Regions from separate parts of the Rattus norvegicus genome. Here all the other regions are linked to region 3. The links are chromatin contacts, called in public Hi-C maps. All regions are on one chromosome and are shown on one strand. The core of a region is the stretch at or near the end of the contact, and the rest is flanking DNA. Distances in the headings are between cores, read along the strand shown.

Region 1 (4,371 bases), core at 1,817-4,316, 180 kb after region 3:
ACATATGTATATATGTGTGTGTGTATGTATGTATGTGTGTATGCATGTATGTCTGTGTGTGTGTATGTATGAGTGTATGTCTGTATCTGAAATCACTCTCTTTGGTACAAAGCAGTTCCCTGGAGAACTACATCAGCATCTTCTGTGGTGGTGCCTCTCCAGTTATCTATGATTAGACCCACCTCTTAACGGTTCCACTACTTCTCAACACTGTCTTTCTGAAGGTCAAGCTTTATCCCACCATAGTGGGCCATTTAAGCCATATACGAACTATAGCACTGCTTCGTAGCCATCGCCTGGCTCATTGTGATCCTTCTCCCCTTTACATAAATACACTCCTGGTTATGGTCATCACTGCTTCGAGGAGTCACCATGAGCACAGTAACTTGGGGAAGAAAGGATTTATTGGGTTTGTTTCATCATTACTGTTCATCAGCTAAGGAAGTCAGGACAAGAACCCAAAGAGGAACCTGGAGGCAGGAGCTGATGCAGAGGCCTTGAGGGGTGCTGCTGACTGGCTTTCTCCGCTTGGCTTGCTCAGCCTGCTTTCTTAGAGAAACTAGGACCACCTCCCTATAGTGGGCTGCACTCTCATGGCCTCCGAATCAGCTCCTGCCTCACTCCTGGAAGCAGTGGTGACCATAACTAGGAGTGTATTTATGCAAAGGAAACCTTTGTGGTCTAAGACACCACACGTTTTAGAACTCTTACAGTAAACAGCCTATGCCCATCCACTCAGTTGATATAGCGTCTCAAGGTAACATGCCCCAAACAGGATGCCTCATGGTCTCTGCCCACCCCGCATCTGTTGGTTCCACAATTTCTCATCTTGGGGAATAGCAGCTTCAGATTTCTAGTTATTAGATCAAAAATTCTTACCACTGTCCTTGACTACTCTAGAGTGGCAGAGTTACTGCTGGTATGTGTATGAACAGGAACAAAAGATAATTGCTGCAGAGACTGCATTCAATGGAGATGAAGGAGTGAAAATGAATATACATCCTAAGTTAAATGCATAGGGTTACATATATGTAACATGTTGCTATTTAATTTAAAGTATGTGGAAAGGGACATGTAATAGAAAAAACCCAGCAAGAGAAAGAGGAAGGAAGGGGTTAGACAGTCAGAGTTGGCCTTATTGAGGAAGAAACGTACCGGCAAGGAAGCGAGAACTGAAAAACTTTTGCCTTATCACCACTATGTACAAACCCCTAAGCCAAGGCAACGTCCATATGGCAGTATTCAGACAGGGCTCCAAATGCCTAACTCACAATGTCAGGCTCTGGGTTTTGTTATAGCCACCCTCCTCTGCTGACCTTCACCCTCACAGCCTTTACTGAAAAGCACTTCTGCTTGTGACTGTGCCACTCTCATAACTCAAAAGTGTATTCCCCTGGGATCTGAAAGTCATTCTTTTAGTCATCAGACAGCTGTGAAATGTCTACTTAGACCTTTCCACTGTGATAGCACCAAGAAACTCCTGCTCTTACCAAAGCCAAAGACAATTCAAAGGCTTTCAATGTCAAGCAAGCAGTTCTGAAAGGCACCTACAGTTACAGAAGGATCTTCACATCACCTACCTCCCCTTGGCCCAAGAGGCAGCCCGAGTACACAAGTACATACATGGAGAAAGACAAACATATACTACACACACACACACACACACACACACACACACACACACAGACACACACCATAAAAAAGGCAGAGTGATATGAAAGTGTAAGAACAGACATAGAAAATGATATTTAAATGTGTGAGGTCACACATTTTCTGCTTCTGAGGATCTGAGAAGCTACTGTAGTGATTGCCAAATATGCGGTTAACTACACAGGAAATTAAATGTGTCTTCAATTTGCGTGTACTTTTACCTAACATGTTGCTGTTTTGGATTACAACACAATTCATTTAAAAGCATTACCAAATTTAAAGTCATACTAAGTAATTGCAATTATGAAATCGACAAGCGCCAATGTCATAACTATTGTTGTCAATCATTTCAAGTAAACTTCAGCATCAGGAAAGAGGCAGGGTCAGCACAGTACCAGGAGGTTTGACACAGGAAGATTTCCAGGTGAGGTGGGAATCAGCAAGAATTTATCTCAAAACAAAACAGTGCATTTAAAAATATTTGTTCTACGGATAAACATAGAACATAAATAGACACTTATTTAAACTTTGCTATTGTTTGGGTAAGGGGTAAGATAGAAGTCTGAATCTGTTTCTTTCTGTAGAGCTGTAATAAAATAATTAAACTTGGGAAGTTTCACAGTTAGAGAAGCATAGGGAATGCTCAGTACTGGTGCTCAGCAAAGGCCGTGTATTGTCAAAAGGTGAGCTCACAATCATACTTAAGAACTGATATTTTTCTGGCATGATTGTTCCCAAAGGGTTTCTCTCTCTTTCCTGAATAGCAGGAAATACAAGAGAAAATTGTTACAATGAACCCGGTGAGACACAGGGAAGAGCTGGGAGGTAATTTCTCAACTATTGCCTTTTCTCGGTATATGACATGTGACATAGGAGAGATCCTTATTCTGATTTGCATTGCACTATAAACAAAAGCAAACATGTCAAGTACAGTTTGGCTGGGTTTTTTTTTTGTTTGTTTGTTTTTTGTTTTTTGTTTTCAGATCCTAAAATTATTGTGACTGAACAAGTACACAGAAAACAAGGAAAATTCACTTTGCCAAACAAGGCTCTCTATACATTTTACTCATCCTCTTATACCCTTAAAAAATCGAACTTCTATACTTTTTTTTTCTTTTATAACTAGAGCGTGATACACTATATAGAGAAGTGGAAACAACATCCTTTGCACTTTAGACTAAGGTTATTGGCAACTCCCAAGCCCCTGGTTAGGTTCTTGAAACTGAGCTGTTTGCGTCATCACGGAGCGACGGGCGGGGTCAGGGCAAGCCTTACCGCGCCCTCCTCGCCCACTGACAGTCTCCCCTTCCCAGTGTCTGTCCCTGCGCGTGCGCAGACTTCGCATTGCTAGGAGGGCGGAGCAAGGCGGCGGCTCCGGGTGCCACGGGTGCGCACGCGCCAGGCCTTGAGCAGCTCAGCTGATCCTCAGGTCGCCTCTCGGCCGCCATGGCTGAAAAGCAAGCGGGCTTAGCTGGAGAGCCGAATCCCGACTGTACGGTCACTGCCAAAGCAGGACCTGAGGTGTCCTCGCCTGGGACCTCGGAGTCCAGGGACTATGACAGTAACTGCGTGTTCTGCCGCGTCGCGGCGGGTCAGGAACCCGAAACTGAACTCTTATACTGTGAGGTGGGCGGCGACAGGCCGGGGTGGGTGGGAGCCCGACCTCCAATCCAGGCTCGCAGGCTTCTGTCTCTGCACCGACCTGCTAAACCTACCGTGTAATTGACTTCTTTCAGGGACCCAGAGGTCCTCCAGAGGTGCCTTTGCTGCTCAGTAGGGAGAGATAGTAGTAATGGAGCCAGGCACACTCGCCTCCCTCTGCATGCATTTGCAACACAGCAGCATCCTGTGTCCTTGTTTTTATTATAAGGAGTCTTCCTCTTCTCTAGATAGTAAGTTATGTACATTTCCAGTATCCTTAGAGAGCGTACAACTAGCAGAAAACAGGTCATGGGCGTGGTGACGAAGAGTGAATTTGACTGAAAATAGGCGAAATGGAGTTTCATGACTGGGTCTGAAGTCGAACTGATAACTAACAGTTCATAGCTTGTAAGTGGCTACACACCACTGGGAAAAATATCTCTTATCAACCGCGAGGGCTTCATGAACGCCTCCCCTTTTCGTTACAAGATCTGGACAGGATTCAAACCTATGCAGATCACTTGTAGTTAATCATACTTGCTGCGAGTTCAAGAGTGCAACAGCCATGACATACCTGGAAATTCCAGAAAACTTTCCCTTTCCCCTGGCTCAAACATATTTTGCATCTCATCATCCCTCATAGAGAGTTAATCTTTTGAGAGAGATTTATCATTTTGCATTTAAAACTCTCATTACACATATATTCGTTGTAAACGAATGATTGGACTTATATAAGGTGTTGGTATACTATATATATATACATATATATATATATATATATATATATATATATATGGTGTTGGTAATTATACAAATAATGGCAGAAGAAATTGTTTGATTTGGAATAATCAGGGTTACCAACATCATGAAGAATTTGTTTGCAAGACTTTCCAACAAAAGTCAGAGATGATTCTTTGCCTCAGAGATCTCTGTATGGTTTTCTTACTGTATTTTTCAGAATTCATTTAAGCAAAGGACATACCACATATTCTTAGTAGGGGGCTTACCAGTACCAAGGGCAGTGTTTTACTCTTTGTGTATGAGTCACAAAGATATATATATACATATATATATATATAT
Region 2 (4,432 bases), core at 1,633-4,132, 200 kb after region 3:
TCAACAGATACAATAAGATAGAAATAATCTCATGCATCCTACCAGATCACCATGGACTAAGGCTGGTCTTCAATAATAACAAAAACAACAGAAAGCCCACATAGAAGCTGAACACATGGAAGCTGAACAATGCTCTACTCAATGATAACTTGGTCAAGGAAGAAAAAGGAAGGAAATTAGACTTTTTAGAATTTAATGAAAATAAAGGTACAACCTACCCAAACTTATGGCACACAATGAAAGCAGTGCTAAGAGGAAAACTCATAGCTCTGAGTGCCTGCAGAAAGAAACTGGAGAGAGCATACACTAGCAGTTTGACAGCACACCTGAAACCTCTAGAACAAAAAGCAAATACTCCCAAGAGGAGTAGACAACAGGAAATAATCAAACTCAGGGCTGGGATCAACCAAGTAGAAACAAAAAGGACTATATGAAGAATCAACAAAACCAGGAGCTGGTTCTTTGAGAAAATCAACAAGATAGATAAACCCTTAGCCAGACTAACCAGAGGGCACAGAGAGAGTATTCAAATTACCAAAATCAGAAATGAAAAGGGAGACATAACAACAGAAACTGAGAAAATTAAAAAAAATCTTCAGATCCTACTACAAAAGCCTATATTCAACAAAACTGGAAAATCTGGATGAAATGGACAATTTTCTAGACAGATGCCAGGTACCAAAGTTAAATCAGGATAAGATAAACCATCTAACCAGTCCCATAACTCCTAAAGAAAGAGAAGCAGTCATTAAAAGTCTCCCAACAACAACAACAACAACAAGAAGAAGACCAAAGACCAGGACCAGATGGGTTTAGTGGAGAATTCTATCAGAAGACCTAATACCAATACTCTCCAAACTATTCCACAAAATAGAAACAGAAGGAACATTGCCCAATTCCTTCTATGTCAACACGCTTACACTTACACCTAAACCAAACAAAGACCGAACAAAGAAAGAAAACTTCAGACCAATTTCCCTTATGAATATTGATGCGAAATTAATAAAATTCTTGCAAAACGAATCCAAGAACACATCAAAATGATCATCCATCATGATCAATTAGGCTTTATCCTAGGGATGCAGGGATAGTTCAGTATCTGGAAATTCATCAATGTAATCTACTATATAAACAAACTTAAAGGAAAAAACCCCACATGATCATCTCATTAGATGCTGAGAAAGCATTTGAGAAAATTCAACACCCCTTCATGTTAAGAAGCTTAAGCTTAAATAGAATGACAACCAAAGTGAGGAGGACTCAGGCCTTCTTAGAATGGGGAACAAAAATATTCACAGGAGGAAATATAGAGACAAATTTTGGAGCAGAGACTGAAGGAAAGACCATCCAGAGACTGTCTCACCTGGCGATCCAGCCCTTATACAGCCACCAAACGCAGACAATATTGCTAATTCGAAGAAGTGCATGCTGACAGAAGCCTGACATAGCTGTCTCCTGGAGGCTCTCCCAGAGCTTGAAAATGCAGAGGCCGATGCTCCCAGCCAACCACAGGCTCCCCAAGGGAGGAGTTAGAGAAAGAACTGATGAAGCTGAAGGGGTTTGCAACCTCATAGGAAGAACCACAAAATCAACCAACCAGACCACCCCAGAGTTCCCAGGCACCAAAACCACCATCCAAAGAGTAAACATGGACAGACCCATGGCTCCAGCTGCATATGTAGCAGTGGATGACCTTGTTGAGTATCAATGGGAGGAGAAGCCCTTGGTCCTGCCAAGGCTCAATCCCCCAGTGTACAGAAACATCAGGACTGGAACACCCTCATATAAGCTGGGGGAGAGGGGATGGGATAGGGCGTTTATGGACAGGAAACTGGGAAAGGGGTTAACATTTGAAATGTAAATAAAAAAATACCCAATTAAAAAAAAAACCTTTTCCAATGCTATTTTTTGGACTCATGCAATAAACTATACATCGAAGTTTGAATATTATTACACCTAGTAATTGTAGCTATTATCTGTAGGAGGCAATATTCCAGCTTTATACAAAAAAAAAAAATGAGGCACACAGATGTTATGAAATTTGCTGAGAGCCTAGGGATAACAAATGGTGGAACTGAGGTTTGATTAACAAGGGTCATCACTGTGTGCTGGCTGGCTTGATCACTACCACTAAACACCAACTATGTTTCTGGCATATGGAAGAAATAGGATACTTTTATATGCTGTGAATTATCAAGGTGGAATGCAAAATCCCCCAAATACAGGTCTCAGCAGGACAAAGGGTTCAGTACTTTTAACAGAAATGACAGTTGTGGAACATATATATGGGTAGCTATATATCTTACAAACTCTTTTGGTATTTGGCTCATGTGAATAATTAGGGTAGCTTCTGCCAATGTTTTTAATCTACAGTTGACTGTGGATTGACTGTGTGCCTGTAACAACATAGCATAATTACTGAATGCTAGTCCGAGGAAGGGTTTTTTGTTGGTTTCCTTACAGAGAAAACCAAGGTGGGTCCTTGACAGCTCTTGAAAAAGTTTCGCATAATCACGAAAAGTACACTCAGTGTTCTAGCTAGTGAGCCCCAGAACCCTGAACGATTAGGAGTCTACCTACACTTTACAGTGAAGTTTCGGTTCAGTTTTGAGTCGAAGAGCTGAGGGAGGAGTCGGAAGAACACTCCAAGAGGAGCATCACTGGGGAACTGCGCAGGATCACCGCAGTCTGCCCCTTAAAACAATGCACCTTTCACAAGGGGAGCATGCCAGGATAGCCACAGGCTTTGTGAACCTTATAATCTCGCTCCGCCCCGTCATGCCCCTTCCTAGAAGGTGCCACCTGTTTCTGGTTTAGCTTCCGTTTCCGGCTCCGGGCTGAGGCTCGGCGGAAACTTAGCTCCAGGGGGGAGGAGGGGGCGGGCCGGTGGAGGCCGCGCAGGCGTACCATAGTAGCCGCAATGGCGCTGCCGGGCTCCTTGAATCGCTATCTGCTGCTCATGGCACAGGAGCACCTGGAGTTCCGCCTGCCGGTGAGCCGTCCTGGGGTGCCGGGCGCAGAGGCTCGCACTCCGCACGCGCCGACTAGGGGAGGGGTCTCTGCGGGCTGCTGCGCGCGCCTGGATTGGGCGGGGGTGAGGCCGCTGTCCGCTCTGAGTCCCGGGCAGCCTTTCTCCGGGACAGTGCCCTGCCATCCAGCTCTGCACGTGCGCCTGACGCCGCAGTAAAGCAGGTGAACCGGACCCGACTCGGGACGGAGACATCCATGGGGTCGCTCGGTGGAGTGAGAAGTGTCAAAATAGGTTCAGGCACGATGGAAGGCTTGGGTTGGTACTTGATGAAGTTGGGAGAAAACTTTTATTTACTCAAGAAACAACATTCGAGTCGCGTACACGGAATGCTGAGGGTGCGCTGACTGACAGCTCTGCCCTTCAAGAGCTTAATGTTTACTTAGGCTCAGGACTAGCAGATGCGAGAGCATAGTCAACTTATTGAAGCGCAACGATGAAGGGCACTTAGTGGGAGCCTTTAAAAAGGGAGTCTTTGTCCATTAATGAATGGGGGATGTTGCCTTTCAAGGTGGGGATGACATGAGCTACAGCATTAGTTAACTGGGCAAAGGAAATAAGTACTTTGGAAGTGTAAACTGTTGTCCATTACTAGTCACCAGTTATGTAACAGAGTGGTAAACAGAAGTAGGTTGGTGGACCAGAGAAGACACTGAGCCCTCTATAACTTGGAAGAGGAGTTAAACAGGTTAGAAGAGGCAGAATTAGATGGTTTTTAACAGACAGTAAAATGAAGGACAGACTTGAGCAGTAAGACTGGAGTTAGTAAGCATCTGTTGGAATATTAAAAGATTAAGAAACTAATCTAGTGTGAGCAAGAAGGGAATAGGTTAGAGCGTGGGTGTAGGGGATGAGACCAAATGTATGTTAGGGTAAACATTTGTTATTGTTCTGCCCAAGAAAACCTGGAAATGATGAGATTTCTTCTACTTCATGCTCAAAAAGTGGTGAACCACTGGGACTGAAGAGGTGGCTAAGGACCACTGCTCCTCCAGAGGACCTGTATCTGTTGTCCCGCATCTGTATCGGGATACTGCCCACAGCCATTTGTAACCCCAGGTGGGTGGGTTGGGGGGGGTTCTTCTGGCCTCCGTAGGTACCAGGCCTTCCTTACTTATGTGAGTATACCCACAAGTTTACAAAAAAGTGGTAGGCCAAGTACAGATGCTCAGAAGTCAGACGTTAAAGGAGAGCTGAAAGGAGGCACACAACATGTCAGATAAGGAGAGAGGGAAGGTTTCCCGAGCAGGGATGGGCAGGAGTGAGCATAGTGCTTTGTGGTTAGGATGAAGGTTATGTCTCCCTACGGAAATAAGAAAATGAGAAAAGGGAAACAAGGTGGACGCCTCTCAATCAGAACGTACGAAGGAAGTGTACAAGATAGAGTTAGGGAGCACCTGGGGA
Region 3 (4,678 bases), core at 1,995-4,494:
ATAATGTAAATGTCTGTGTTTTCCAATGGTCTTGGGTGACTCCTGTAAACAGGTCACTTGACCCCCAAGAGGTCATGACCCACAGTTGAAAAACACTGCAAGTGAACAAGGATCCCACCTTGTGAAGATGAGCTGCTGCCTCCAACCTTGTTAATTATCTCTTTAGATATTAATTAGAGGTTAATTAACTTCTATAGATGTCGTTGTCATCAGTGCCACTGCAGCCTGTGTCAACCAGCCCAAGTCCAAGGGTGGGAGAACATGTATTTGTCTCTGAGCTAGACATAGAAGGATAGTTCTAAACACTATCACTCTGAGAGTGTACTTGCTTTGTGGTAGTAACCCAACGTTTCATCCAGTGCACAAATTTCAACTCAAACACCTTTGCACAGATATATACATCACTGTCAATATTTCACTGAGCCTAACTAATTCCTTATGTATTTGTGTGTGTGTGTGTGTGTGTGTGTGTGTGTGTGTGTGTGTAGGACTTCTGGTATGTCCCTCTATTGTGACCCACCTTATTTTTTGAGACCCCCTAGCTTTTCTGTGAGCACTGGGGAGTTGACTCAGGTTGTCTAGCAAGCACTTTACCAACTGAGCCATCTTCCTAGACTCCTCAGCTCATTACTTAATCAGGGATCTTTAGCAGCAAATGGTTAAGAGCCATAGTTACCAATATTCTTGAAATTCCAGTTCCAGGAGACATGGCTGATTCTGCATTTTTAAAACAGCCACCAGCCATATTCTTCAGTGCAAAACTATCTCTAGACAGACAGGCAAGAACAATACTATTTGCATACTGTCACTGATGCTCTCTAAGCACACCTAAGCCCTCTAGAAAATTACTCTGAAGAACACAGAGATCCAGGTGCCTCCCACTGGCTTAGTTTCCACTTCATGAAGACAAGAAGACCAGAGCAAGTGAAGTGATTCACTGCTCCCGTCTCCCTTTTCTGCTCGAAGAGCTCCCCACCTCTCTGTCTACATAAAAGTCTCCCTGTGTCAGGATTATTTGCCTGAAATAAGAAGAAAGAACATGTCCAGTGTACCTAAGTTGCTACGCCCTAACTTCTCCCCTTTATCAGGGGAAGAAGAGCTAGTTTTCACATTTACCACAGTCTTCATGCTCCAACGGCTTATTGCTTATTTATTTTAATCAATTACTTTACTAATGAGAGATAGGATTTTGCTATGTAACACAGGTTGGCCTGAGACTAACAATCCTCCTGTCTCTACCTCCCGAAATGTTGGCATTACAGAAATGGACCATAGTGTGCAGTTCAGGGATACAAGTTTTGAAAAGAAAACCTTTATTACCCTAAGTCATGCTATTATAATACTAGCTGACCTCCACTGACCACACATTCTGCACTCTACATAACGTTCATGAATTCCTTCATTCCCTATATCTACCCTTTAAAGATGGTGTGCAGTCACCCCAGCTTTGAAGATAAAAGCACCAGAGAGTTAGAAATTTAACTGAGGCCAGCACATGTAGGAGCCGTAGTCCAAGGGTAATCTGTGCATTCTTATGGATTATCCTGTCCTTAAGTATATATCCTAATAGAATTTGATTGAGCTGCACCCAAATTACCAATTCTTTCTGTAGATCTTTTCTACCCATTGAAATTTGGCAAGCATTCCATAAGAGTTTCTTGTAATAAGGAAATGCTGTGCCCTGTGTTGTCCAAAAGGCAATCACAAGCTTTATTTGGTTCTTTAGAACTTAATGTATGACTAAGAGACTGAAAATCATAACTGGATTTCATTAACTTTGCATGACCCCATTTGACTGATGGGTGCTATACTGGATAATGAAGATGTAGATGACGTTAATTCTGATTTCTGTGTGAAGACAAGACTCAGATAAATTGGTCAATACTCAGTCACAAAAGAGAATGACCGACAAATCTTTAAATTAGAAGCAACTCACCCCCAGCCATGGGAGCACCAGCCCCTGTTCTGTTCAGACTTTCACTGTAGTGACAAGCTATAAGTTGCATGCAATCCATCATGTAATCCCAGGGGAGCCAATGAAGACAGTGCCGTTGTTTGCCATTGCTTTGGAAAAGCTCTGGAACACTGCATCAGCAAGTCACCCCTTTAAACACATACTCAGTTATACTTTTGCCTAAGAGAAAAGAAACCAAGGCTTATTTTACTTCCCGACAGAACCCTTGGGATTAGGCACAAAGGGGTGCTGATGGAGTTAAAGAGTAGGAAACGGTAGCTGCAGCTCAGTGAAGAGCTCCTGGAGAGACTGCACTCAAGGTTCACACACTTGGTTAAGCAAACAGCAAAGTTCTTGTCCTGAGTGATTTCAAGATGTTTTCCATAACAGCACTCTGTACGTCTTCCTTCCCGAAATTAGGTCATTCTGAACTGGGGCTTTAGATTCACCAGCCATTCTCAGAACAGAACTGAATCACGTGCCTCTCCTCCCAAATACAGCTCAGACCCTGCTCCACCCTGACCTCCTAGGGGTTACCCACCTCCCCCCGGAAAGGTCAGCTATCTTATCATCGAAGTGTGAACTTGATATGATTTTTCCTTTCTTTTTAAACTTTTACTTTACTTTTTGAAACAGGGTGTTTGTTATACAGCCTAGGTTAGCATTTGAGGTTGGCCTTGGATTCCTTAACTTCCTAACTCCACCTCCCAAGAGCTGGGGTTACAGGGCTATGTCACCATTCCCGTGTGTGTGTGTGTGTGTGTGTGTGTGTGTGTGTGTGTGTGTGTGTATTCCGATATTTATTTTTACTAAGCTTAGATTTCAAAATCACAAAAGCACTTATCAAAGAATTGTGAGACCATCACCATTTCTCTGGAGGCTTCAGGCAATGGTTTTCTTTTGATACAAATAGAATCATGTCTATATTTTAGGAACCCATTTTTTTTTCCTTTGCTAAAGGCTAAATCATTTGACTAAAAGGTGTCTAAAGAACAAGAAGTCTCTCCTATTCAAAGCATAAATACGTAAACCTGATGTCAGAATTTATAGATGGTGAGTGCAAAACCAGGAAGAGATTTCATATTTGCACGACTGTGTAACATCACCTGCTCCTGAAATCTCAAAGGCAGACGGTTCGGTGCTTTGCTCCACCCTCCAGAGAGACTGGCAGTACCAAGAGGCAGCAGCAACCTGCGGAGGCCTCTATGTACTGTGTGTTGATGGCTTGGGACACACCAGTTACACACACACACACACACACACACACACACACACACACACACACTTTTTCTTCCTGTATTTAAGAGTGATCTTCACAACCAGATCCTCCGAGTCATCTTGCAGTGATAGCCACTGGACTGTAAAGGGAACAGCGTCCAGGTTGGAAGCTCACAAGCAACAGGCCCCTGGGCTCATGCAAAAACCTTCCCACTGAGCTGCTCTCCGGCCCCAACCAAGAGCCGGCTGGACTGCCCAATTGCTACATTGCATTGCCTTGGCTATAAGGATCAAATTTAGCAGCTTATAGGATGTTGTACCGGGGACAGGAGAAAAAGGAGACGGTGGGCCCCTTTGCCAAAGGAAATGCCGGAAAAGACAGAGGATGAATTTATGGTTACCCCTGGTCCTAGCGCTGGAAGGGAAAGGAAAGGGACTTTAAGGCTCCGACAGGGGCTCTTCCTCCAGCTGTGCGGATAAACGCTAACTTCCCTCCAAGATTCAGCCAGTAGCCAGCTAGAGGGATGAGATTAAGTGCCAGGTAAGCAGACCATTCCCCGTTCACAGAAAAGATGACCGTCGCCTCGGGCGGCGTCACAAAGGGCCCGGGCCTGCGGAGGCCGCGCGCGCATCTCTCTGGGGCGGAGCCGCCGGGCCCAGGTTTGGGGTGGATCCGAGCCACCTCGGGGCTTCCAGCCTGCGGCTCGGAGGTCGCACCGGGCAGGCAAGATGCCGCTGCTGCAGCCGGAGCCGCTAGGGCGGGCCTCTGAGCTCCCGGATCCCCGCCGCAGCAGACCAGTGCAGCGCGCGCCCCGGGTCGGGCGGAGCTAGAGGCGGGCGCCGGGCGGGCGTCGCGCCACCGCAGCTCCCCGCCTTCCGCTCCGTGCGTGCCCCGTGCCTTGACCGTGGGTGCCGCTGCTGGCACCTGGGCGAGGCTTCGAGCATCCCGGCGGCGGCTGCTCCGGCCAGATCAGCGCTCCGGAACCCCTCAGGAGCGCTCCTCGCCGCCTCTTGCTGCTTCCCTTCGCTCCTCCTCGGCGAACGATCCCGCCCCCCCCCCCCTGCCCCCGTCCTTTTCCCTCCTCCCACACGGGAGGATGCGCTCCCCAGCGCCCGGCGGCAGAGGCCACGGCTCCCAGAAATGCGTGCGCCCGAGCCACTTCGCCCGGACCCGCGGAGCCCGCGCCCCCGCCCAGTAGGTAGGTGGCCGAGGCGGGGCCAGGCCTTGGAGGCTACGGGCTGCTGATGCTGGGGCCCGGACGAACCGGAGCGGCTGCCAGCCGCAGCCAAACTTGCCCCCTCCTGGGCTGCCAGCGCTCCGAGGTGTGCTAATGGCGCTGGGCGCAGCCCCCGAGGGACCCCAGACGCTCTGCTTGGAACGTTCGAGGCGCAGGGCCGCTGGACCCTCCTCGCCAACAATCTGGGGACCCTTGGTTGGAGGCTGTGGGAAGCTTGGAGGGATAGGTTGGCGCTGGTCTTCTTTGCGAGGAGACCGTTGCCTTTTTC

The links. Hi-C and Micro-C count contacts between places; a contact is called where the count stands out from the background.
Region 1: a contact with region 3 is called in a Hi-C map of Schwann cells, with 12 times the contacts expected there. The contact joins the promoter of Hint3 here to the promoter of Ncoa7 in region 3. A contact is called at or near these places in 11 of 12 Hi-C or Micro-C datasets (the A7r5 cell line, the Rat2 cell line, Schwann cells and 6 more) and 1 of 1 datasets of contacts at active chromatin or transcription factors (oligodendrocytes).
Region 2: a Hi-C map of mammary epithelial cells shows a contact between it and region 3, with 4 times the contacts expected there. The contact joins the promoter of Trmt11 here to the promoter of Ncoa7 in region 3. A contact is called at or near these places in 9 of 12 Hi-C or Micro-C datasets (the A7r5 cell line, the Rat2 cell line, Schwann cells and 5 more) and 1 of 1 datasets of contacts at active chromatin or transcription factors (oligodendrocytes).

Annotation. Positions count from the first base shown.
Region 1 is chr1:28,851,794-28,856,164 of GRCr8, forward strand. Hint3 (histidine triad nucleotide binding protein 3) reads left to right here and starts at 3,067. Exons shown (of 5, transcript NM_001100825.1): 1 at 3,067-3,276. The coding sequence starts at 3,097.
Region 2 is chr1:28,870,479-28,874,910 of GRCr8, forward strand. It overlaps Trmt11 (tRNA methyltransferase 11 homolog), which reads left to right and starts at 2,883. Exons shown (of 13, transcript NM_198051.2): 1 at 2,883-2,992. The coding sequence starts at 2,921.
Region 3 is chr1:28,671,370-28,676,047 of GRCr8, forward strand. Ncoa7 (nuclear receptor coactivator 7) reads left to right here and starts at 3,245. Exons shown (of 16, transcript XM_063276558.1): 1 at 3,245-3,713.